Regions from separate parts of the Mus musculus genome. Here region 1 is linked to region 2. A link is a contact called in public promoter capture Hi-C data. All regions are on one chromosome and are shown on one strand. Each heading gives the region's core, a stretch centred on a gene start, on an enhancer-like site or on the middle of the called end of the contact. The rest is flanking DNA. Distances are from core to core; before and after follow the strand shown. Region 1 holds the start of Pdcd11 (programmed cell death 11). Region 2 holds the start of Npm3 (nucleoplasmin 3).

Evidence for each region. Capture Hi-C pulls out chosen DNA fragments and counts their contacts.
Region 1: a contact with region 2 is called in a promoter capture Hi-C map of adipose tissue, with 3 times the contacts expected there. The contact joins the promoter of Pdcd11 here to the promoter of Npm3 in region 2. A contact is called at or near these places in 2 of 39 promoter capture datasets (liver and neutrophils), 4 of 484 Hi-C or Micro-C datasets (all in embryonic stem cells), 1 of 115 datasets of contacts at active chromatin or transcription factors (double positive thymocytes) and 1 of 9 other capture datasets (adipose tissue).

What each region holds. Positions count from the first base shown.
Region 1 is chr19:47,089,354-47,093,691 of GRCm38.p6, forward strand. Pdcd11 (programmed cell death 11) reads left to right here and starts at 1,413. Exons shown (of 36, transcript NM_011053.2): 1 at 1,413-1,514; 2 at 3,429-3,547. The coding sequence starts at 3,446. It overlaps Atp5md (ATP synthase membrane subunit DAPIT), which reads right to left and starts at 1,294. Exons shown (of 4, transcript NM_023211.5): 1 at 1,220-1,294.
Region 2 is chr19:45,746,761-45,751,259 of GRCm38.p6, forward strand. It overlaps Npm3 (nucleoplasmin 3), which reads right to left and starts at 2,805. Exons shown (of 6, transcript NM_008723.2): 1 at 2,679-2,805; 2 at 2,297-2,382; 3 at 1,990-2,109; 4 at 1,786-1,879; 5 at 1,404-1,520; 6 at 974-1,291. The coding sequence starts at 2,796. The coding sequence ends at 1,411. Oga (O-GlcNAcase) reads right to left here. Exons shown (of 16, transcript NM_023799.4): 16 at 3,495-4,499.

The DNA.
Region 1 (4,338 bases), core at 163-2,662, 1.3 Mb after region 2:
TTGAAATTACAGAGATCTGCCCAACAGTGTTGGGACTAGAGGGACAAGCCATTCACACCTGGCAATAGGAACAAATAAAACTAAAATGTCCTGTCCTTGCAGTCATGTGCAAGCTTAGAGCCATTTGGTAGTGGAAAAAAATCACCAAAGACTAATAATTGTGAGCCTGTGAGTTAGTATTTTTTAAAAAAATGTACTACTGTTGAACAGCAGCCTGCTACAAAGTCTAAGCTGACAGGTTTTGCTTCTGTTTCTAAATAATCCAATAACTACTATTAAATACCACCAGCCTTTCCATGTGAAATGGGCATTTCATTAAAGTCTTGGGGTGAGCAGCTGCCCTTGCTTTGTAACAGGCTCCTGGATACAGCTATTCCCGTCTTATGGGCACCTATCTGGAGTAGTGCCATCACCAGGTATAAGGAAGATGAAAGTCAAAGGACCACAAGCAGCAAACAGCCTCTGTGGAAACCCTTGCACTGATCAAACACGGCAGTGACTCTCAACCTTCCTAATGCTGCGACCTTCCTTCTGTTGTGGTGAAACCTCTCTTCCCCCTCCCCCAATAAAATTATTCCGTTGCTCCTTCACAGCTGTAATTTTGCTACGGCTAGGAGTCTCGTAATGTAAATAAATATTTTTGGAGATAGAGGCTTGTCAAAGCGATCATGATCCACAGGTTCAGAACCGCTGGGATACAAAATCTAATCCGTTTTTAGAGCCCAGGCCTGGAGAACCGCAGGGCCATTCCACGTTTACTCTGGTTTTGACAAAGGCCACGGCGCAGGTAAAGGAGACCTGGTTTCCCGATCGCAGCTCGGAGGAAACAAATCGCTATGGCCATAGAGGCCAAGACACACGAACTCTGCCAGAGATGGGGTCAAAATCCAGAGTCCTCTCTCAACATCCACTGGATGGATGACCTTGGGGAGCTCCCCTCTCGACCGGCCTCACTCCCAATCCACACTGGGAAGTGGGGCATAAGGCTCTCCGCTAACCGTGCGAGCCCTGGGGCGCTCGTCACTCGCGGTGCTGAGGCTTCCTAGATCCGCCATGGGGCCCTGACCCTCATTTTCTCCAGCGCCTTTCCCATTCCCCAGCGTCTCCCCGCAAAAAGAAAACCTCGCGCTGTTCCGGGGCTGGAAAAACGGCCAGACTCTAGTCGGCCCTACAAAGCTCAATCACCGGACCGAGCAGCCAAGAGCGCTTTCTCACCCACCTTCGTCCGAACCCCAAACTCGGCGGCCGATGTCCTTCAACAAACCTAGCGACGAGCTCGGCCCGACCGGAAGACGCCCCCTCCCCGCACGCGACCGACAGGCCGCGACGACTCGGCCCTCGGCGTGGATTGGCTATAAACGCCAAGTCCCGCCCTTCTACTTCCCGTTTCAGCCGGCGTCAGACCCGACGTCAGAACGGAAGTAGCCCTGGTCTTACCTACGCTCGTGGACGAGTCGCGTGGAGCTGTCGGCTCCCTGTTCTGCGCGTGCGATTGCGTTGAGACGCTCCGTGAGGTATGCGGCGGTGGGAGCCTTGGGGCTGATGACACGGGAGCTTCGGCGTGGAGGGAGGAGACTTCATGCCTGTCACCTCGGCTTCCTGGCCTGGGTCTCCGGGTTTCGTGCTAAGCACAGTTGGCTTGGGATGGGAGGTCTTATTCCCTCAATCCCCTCGGAGCTAGCAGTTCATGCAAGCCATGCTGTCCTCTGCAGGTACCTTAAGTGCCTTCTCTACGTGATCGCCAGACTGTTTGGTGCCTCGGTCTCATCGGGTCTATAATGGGAACTATAGAGTCCCAGCGAAGTAGACCTTGTGAGCTATACTGTTTCTACGAAGCATGCACCCATAACAGAACAAACCTTACATTTTTCGTTCGTCGTCCCTTTCACAGTCTCACTCGGCTACTAAAGTTTTCTTCCTAGGTATCCCAGAACCAACCAGGCTGCCCTGCGTCTTCATTTATACCTCGTCTTGGTTCTCATGGTTTCCCTGATGTGCATCGTTTAAATCCTTACACTGGCTTTCACTTCTGTCCAATCTGTAGACTGAGGAATATTCTCCATTATTTTGTCACGTTCCCCATGGCTCTGAAGTACCAAGTAAACGCAAACTATTAATTTTTTAAGTATCTTTCACCAAAGAGCCAAATTATTTTCTAAAATATAAGTTGTTACCATGCTTTATTTTCCCTGTAGCTTAATTGAATAATTCAGCTTTTTAGAAAGCCTTTGAAGAGTTGTTTGACAGGCAACTGGTTGGTGTATTTTGAGAAATAAACTTTTTCTTTCTTTCTTTCTTTCTTTTTTTTTTTTTTTTTTTGAGACATAGTTTCTCTGTATAGCTCTGGCTGTCCTGGAACTCACTTTGTAGACCAGGCTGGCCTCGAACTCAGAAATCCGCCTGCCTCTGCCTCCCAAAGTGCTGGGATTAAAGGCATGTGTCATCACGCCTGGCAAACTTTTTCTTGTTTCTCTGTTGTTGTTGTTGTTGTTGTTGTTTTTAGCATTGTCTACCATCATATTTCTATTTACTATTATTATAGTTATTTTTGAGACAGGGTCTCATTATGGAGTCCTGTCTTGTCTGAAACTCACAGAGATAGGCCTTCCTCTGCCTCCCAAGTGCTGGAGTTAAAGGCATGGACCACCAGACCCGGTTCTTTATTTATTTAATGTACAGCTCAAAAGCATCATTCTTATGAAGTGTTCATCTTTACAGAATCCTGCCACTTCTCTTTTGTTTATGCATTATAATCTGACTTGTATCTTAAATTACTTTTTTCCCCCCTGAGACAGGGTTTCTCTGTATAGCCCTGGCTGTCCTGGAACTCACTCTGTAGACCAGGCTGGCCTTGAACTCAAAATCCGCCTGCCTCTGCCTCCCAAGTGCTGGGATTAAAGGCGTGCGCCACCACTGCCCGGCTTACCTTAATTTACCTACATTTTGTTTTCTAAATAATGTATGTTTGGCGGTATGGAATTATATATATATACACACACCTCACATAATTACAATGATTAACACTAAATGAACATTTGCTACATAGAATGCATTTCCTGGAAGATCGTGCACAGTGTATAGTTTGTGGTTTTGAGGTAGACAATATTGGAAAGATGAAAAAAATGGGAGCCTGACATGCCTTTTTTTTTTTTTTTTTTTTTTTTGGTGTTTCGAGACAGGGTTTCTCTCTAATGCATCCCTAGCTGTCTTGGAACTTACTCTATAGACCAGGCTGGCCTCGAACTCAGACCTTTTGGCCTGTCACCGTAGTGCTGGGATTAAAGGTGTGTACCACCACACAGCAGCATATGGACTATTTAATCATACTCTTGGATCTTGTTCATTGCTAGAAGGTTCTCTTGCCTGCTGATCATGTGCTCTATGAAGCCAGCCATCAGTGCTAGAGCTCACCATTGTCTTCCCATCAGCTGCAGAAGACCCCAACATGGCAAACCTGGAGGAAAGCTTCCCCCGAGGGGGGACACGGAAACTCCACAAATCAGAGAAGTCTTCCCAGCAGGTGGTTGAACAAGACAACTTATTTGATGTAAGTGGTGTGCTGTTTGGCATCTTTGGGAAGACTGAGCCTCATTGGCACCAGTTATTTTCCAGTTTGTTTCTCTTTGACTTCACTTCTAGAAATTGAACTTGTTAAAGAGGCTCTACCACCTCAGGCTTCTTTTGACGCGCACGGCGTTAAGTATTTGACGTTGAAGTGCTATTGTAATTTGTCCTTAGGGAGTCTGTGCCACTTGAAAAGGATGGGAAAAAAGGGTACTGGATAGTGAATTTTGCTTTGTTGTTGGTGCTGGGGATTGAAGTTGGGCAAGTACTTTATTCCTGAGCTCTGTTGCTGCAGTCCTAGTAAAGAGTCTGCGTTGAAATACATTCTCAGATCAGATTGCTTTCTAGGTGCTAGAGAGACAGAAACTGCCACCTGAGTGGGTGGCCTTAGTTTTACAGAATCTCTCCATGTGTATTTTAGAGTAGAAGTCACGACTTGATGCGGAGGAACTAAGGTTCAGGGAAGTAACAGATTTAGTTAAAACCACCAGGCTTGTTGTGGAAAAGCTTTGGCATTTGACATGAGCGTCTGTGTACCTATGTACACCTATGGCTTCCCAACTGGGGAACCCTGGTGTCCACCCTGCTCAACAAACAAGGACATAAGACATAAGAGGCGTTGGGAAGATGAAGGAGGCTCCTCAGATCATGGGCAGAGGGAACATTGGTGCCTGGATGCTAGGCTTGGGAGTGCAGCAGACATGAAAAGAACGGGGAGTGGCTTGGGAGAGTTTAGGATAACAGGAAAAGATAAGGACCCTATATGTGTGGGAA
Region 2 (4,499 bases), core at 1,555-4,054:
GAGGAACCCCTACCCCATGAAGCCCAAGCGGGATACCAGTTCCTGATTTTCTTGTCTCCTGTGCTACCACACCTGGGTTAGGTACCGCTTTCTCTACTGTAGGGGACACTCTTGAAGTTAATGGCCTGAACTCAAACCAGCCCCCTACTTGTTGGTCAGCTGGTGTGAATTGGCCTGAATCTCAGGCCCTGTTCTCTGTCAGTCTTCAGCTTGTCTGGGGAAGTAACCTTTTGTTTGTTTGTAGGACACTGATCCCCACCCATCCCAACCCATCAACACTGCTGAACTGCTGACCCCGGGGGTGCACAGTCCTCACACAAGCAACCCCTTTTTCTCTTCCTGGCATAACAGTAGGCAGGCCCAAGAACCACCTCGGTCTAGGGATAAGACAGTATGGCAGAGTGCTGGGGGCAGGGGGGGTAACCCCTCAGCCGAGGTTGATTCCCAGGGGCTCTTTCTGCCCCCATATGCCAGGCCACCCGGATTCTGGTTTCCCTGTCACCCAATCTGGCCAGTTCCCTCCATCTGGCCCTGGGAATCAGGTTTCTAAGGGCCCTGAACCTACCTCGAAAGACCAAAGGAGCAGAGACTGGTCCCCACCCCTCACAGGCCCTCTCCCTGGGCCTAGCCCCTCATGGGGCTCGAGATGCATTCCTCAGGTTTCTTAAGTCCACTTATCTGTCCCCCTGCCCATCAGCCTGAGTGCTGACAGAGGCCCAGACCCCTTGTTTGGAAGCTGATAACCTCCTGTGACGGCCCTCCCCCACTTGCAGGAACATGGAACAGGCTGGAATGAGAGGTCCCCTCTGCAAGCAAGGCCGAGGAACTTAGGCCTGCTTTGGGCCCAAAGCCCTGGGGAATCGGATCCCACATCTCACCAACTCAAGAGCTAGGTCAACCTTTGTGCGGCCACAGTGCCACCTGGTGGTCCCTGGGGAAATGTCATCTCAGCATTGAAAAAGCCACACAAGGATTGCAAAACAACCAACCGTACACCACTTTATTTAGATATTTATCAAAAAAAGTACAAAGTGTTAAAAATGTGTTCTGAACTTCATGTTCTTTTGTTTTTTGTTTTTTGTTTTTTTTTTTGCAGTGCTGGGGACTGAATCTGGGTTAGGTGGGTCAGAAGAGGTGTTCAAAGGTTGTCCCACCCCAATAGAAAAGGGAAGCCTCAGGAACCACAGTCCATCCCTCCCTCCCACCCCCTATTCTCTTCATCGAGAAAACCATTCTTGAACTTGTCCAGGAACATACGGAGCATGGCACCTGTAGCAAGCAGTTACCTGATCTGAGAAAAGCAAGAATGAAGTCAGAGTCTTCCTCCTCACCTGCTGCCCCTAAACTTCCCAGATCCTTCGGGAATCCCACCAACCGACCCCACCCTCCACCCACACACTCACCAGGGGGCTAAGGCCTGCCCCTGTGCTTCTTGGCAGGAAGGATGCCACACAGCTTAATTTCATCTTCTTCGCTCTCATCATCACTTTCTTCTTCAGAAAGGTCGTTGTTTATACAAACTGGTGGATACACAAGGATAGAGCCACTCATTCAGCTGCTAGGCTGACAGGGAACCTCATCTCCCAGAGTCCCCAAGTCTAGATGGAAAAGAGCCCACCCACCTCGCTGGAGTTGGACCCCTGGGGCAGGCAGGGTACAGCAAGTTCCCAGGCCTGAAGGAGGCAGTGGGAGGCACAGAATACTGGAACCATAGCCTGAGATGCAGGACACACTAGGAGATGAGACTGGGGTAAGTCGGGAGTGGAGAGGGCCCACTCTTCTCACCGATCTGATGCCGGCCAGTGATCCGAACTGGGCCAGAACCGGACTTCAGGCGGAAGGTGACAGGTGGTTGGAGTTGGAAATCATCCACACTGAGCTGGAAGACAAGAATGACGGGCTGAGCCGTGCTGGCCCACCCACTTGGAGATCAATACCGAAGTTCTCAGTCCCACCAGACTCCGAGAGGAATGAACGGCTCCAACTCACCATGGGCTGGCAAGACAACCTGAGGTTGGCCACAGGAACTGCAATCTCCTGATTGTCGTGATCCCGGGCCACAACTTCCACCACATTACACTCGTCCGTGGCCCCCTCGGTAAGGCACAGCTGAAAGGCAGGCAGAACCTCAGCGTCTCAAGTGAGGGAGGGCTGACACCAAAGCCAAGGCGTCTTACCCCAAAATCGGCCTAGTCCCAGTGGCACCGGATGCGGGGACCAGAGGGTGGAGGAGAGGGGCGACAGGCGGAGTGTCGGCTAGCCCCCCGCATCTCCAACTCCCTCTGCGGCCCCTTACCATGTTCAACGCCAGCACGTGCTCCGTGTCATCCTCCTCCTCAACCTTGAAAGTGAAGGAGCGGGTGTGGCCGGAGAGCTCACAACCTGCAAGAGCCAGCGAGTGTCGCCTGGGTACACGCGTGGAGGGGACAGCGCGCGAGGACGCTCCACAAACTCCGCTGTCCCCTCCACCCGGCCATGTGCCGCGGCGGCGGGGGGGGAACCGGCCGCTTGCTCGCCCAGAACACGTGGACGGGCATCCCACTCGGGAAGAACCGGTTAGGGCGAGCGAGCGAGGAGCCCTCGGCCCACAGCTGCGCCCGGCCACAGCGGCGCCCGGCCGCCTTCCTCGGCCACGCCTCACCCGCCCCGTACCACTCTGCCACTCCCGCGTTCAATACCGAAGAAGAAACTGTCCATTGTGACCGGGGCCGGGACCCTCAGGCCCCCGACGCCCCCAGCTCGGGCTCGGCTCTCTTGGTTCAAGAACGCTAAAGCAGCCGCCGCGCCGGCCGCCATGCTGAAACGGCCGTGAGCGCCCCGCCCCCCGCCTCAGCCAGTTCCGGTCCCGCCCATTAAAGGAGCCGCGCTCGCCACACGAAGCAGGGAGGAGCAGTCGTCGCCTCTTCCACGAGGACAGGTAACAAGGCCCCAGAAGAAATCTCCACGAGGGCTTAAAGTTAGCGTCCACTCACTGAAGCCCCTTCTTCCAACCCGGGGATATATACATACAGATGTTAGTGTAAACCTTTCGTATCTCCTTTTTCAGTAAACTTGGGGTACGGAGCAGCCATTTTTACTCACACCCCCCCCCCCCCCCCCCCCCCCCCCGCTTCCTGATCATGCTGGAGGCTTGACAGCCAAGACCTAAACTCAGATGTGGAGATCAACTACTGTTCATAGTACAGCCTCCTCTTTAGGCGACCCACCCCCCCCCTCCACCACCAAAATTCCTTTATCTAAGGAAATGAAGCCATGTTCCAGTGAGGAACTCTGTGACACCCCCCCCAACTTCACACAAATTTTACCTGTAGTAAACAGAGCAACTTACTTAAAAACAAAAACAAATGTACTTTTCTGAGAAAAATCTTTGCTGTGGAAGGCAGGAGGGCAGGGCTGTCTTCAATCCAGCCTACACTGAAATAGCTTCGGATACCTAAGGGATCAAGAGATGTGAGGGAAAAAAAGGGAGAACCCAGAGAAAAAGCAGCACAGCACACATTCACTTCAAGTTTTATTGTGCCTCTTGCATGGTCTGCAGATAGGTTTACAGTTCGTTTTCTATAGGAACTGAGCTGTGATCTAAACAATGAAATGTTATTCCAACATTAATAAATATTCATAACCATGGAAGATGGCAGAGCACTTTATCCTACAGCAATGACAGTAGAGACCTGGACATGTTTTCACTTATGTCCAGAAGATCATCCCATGTGATTATTGAAAGCCAACATTAAACAAAAAGCAACTTGTTCAATTCCTGATTCCGTATGAAACTCTGAAACGCTCTGAATAAAACCTTGTAATTCTCACTGAGGCATGAGATGGATTCAGAACGCTAAGGAACATTAAACGGTCTTAATATCTAGTAACAATTTTGCCCCTCACCCCAGCCTTCAAAACCAACCTTGACTTAGGTTTCACAGCACATCCTATCGCAAAGGTTCGCACCCTAAGGAGGCGGCACATTTCAGCACACTCTTGGGCCTCTGGTTCTTGGGCCTCCCTGGGTCCACTCTATATAGTGCTAAAAGACTACCTCACAAGCTCACACTGGAGTTCTAGAAAGGAAAATGTTTCAAGCTCCCTCTTCTCTCTCCCCCCTCAGCTCAAAGTTCAAAAGCTATGTAGAACTGGAGGAAAGCAAGGTAACAAAAGACTGTTGAAAATCTATGACGTTACTAGATAGCTAGCCATGATTAAAGAATAATAATCCTGCAGACACTATGTGCCAGCTTCATGCTCAAAACCCTTAAATTCACCAAATCTAAATTAAAATAACATGAAGTTTTCAGAATCTCTGATTAAAAGAAAAAGTATACATATTGTTAACATATACTTATTCTTTCTTTTAAAAATTAGATACAAACATGCAAGAATTAAGGACTGATTCGATTAAACCAGTAGTTAACAGGTCTTTGCGATTAAATGACAACTGTTCAAGGACAAAGGAGACCACTGGTCAGTCCCCTTACCCTTACTTAACAATGTCAGAACATTTC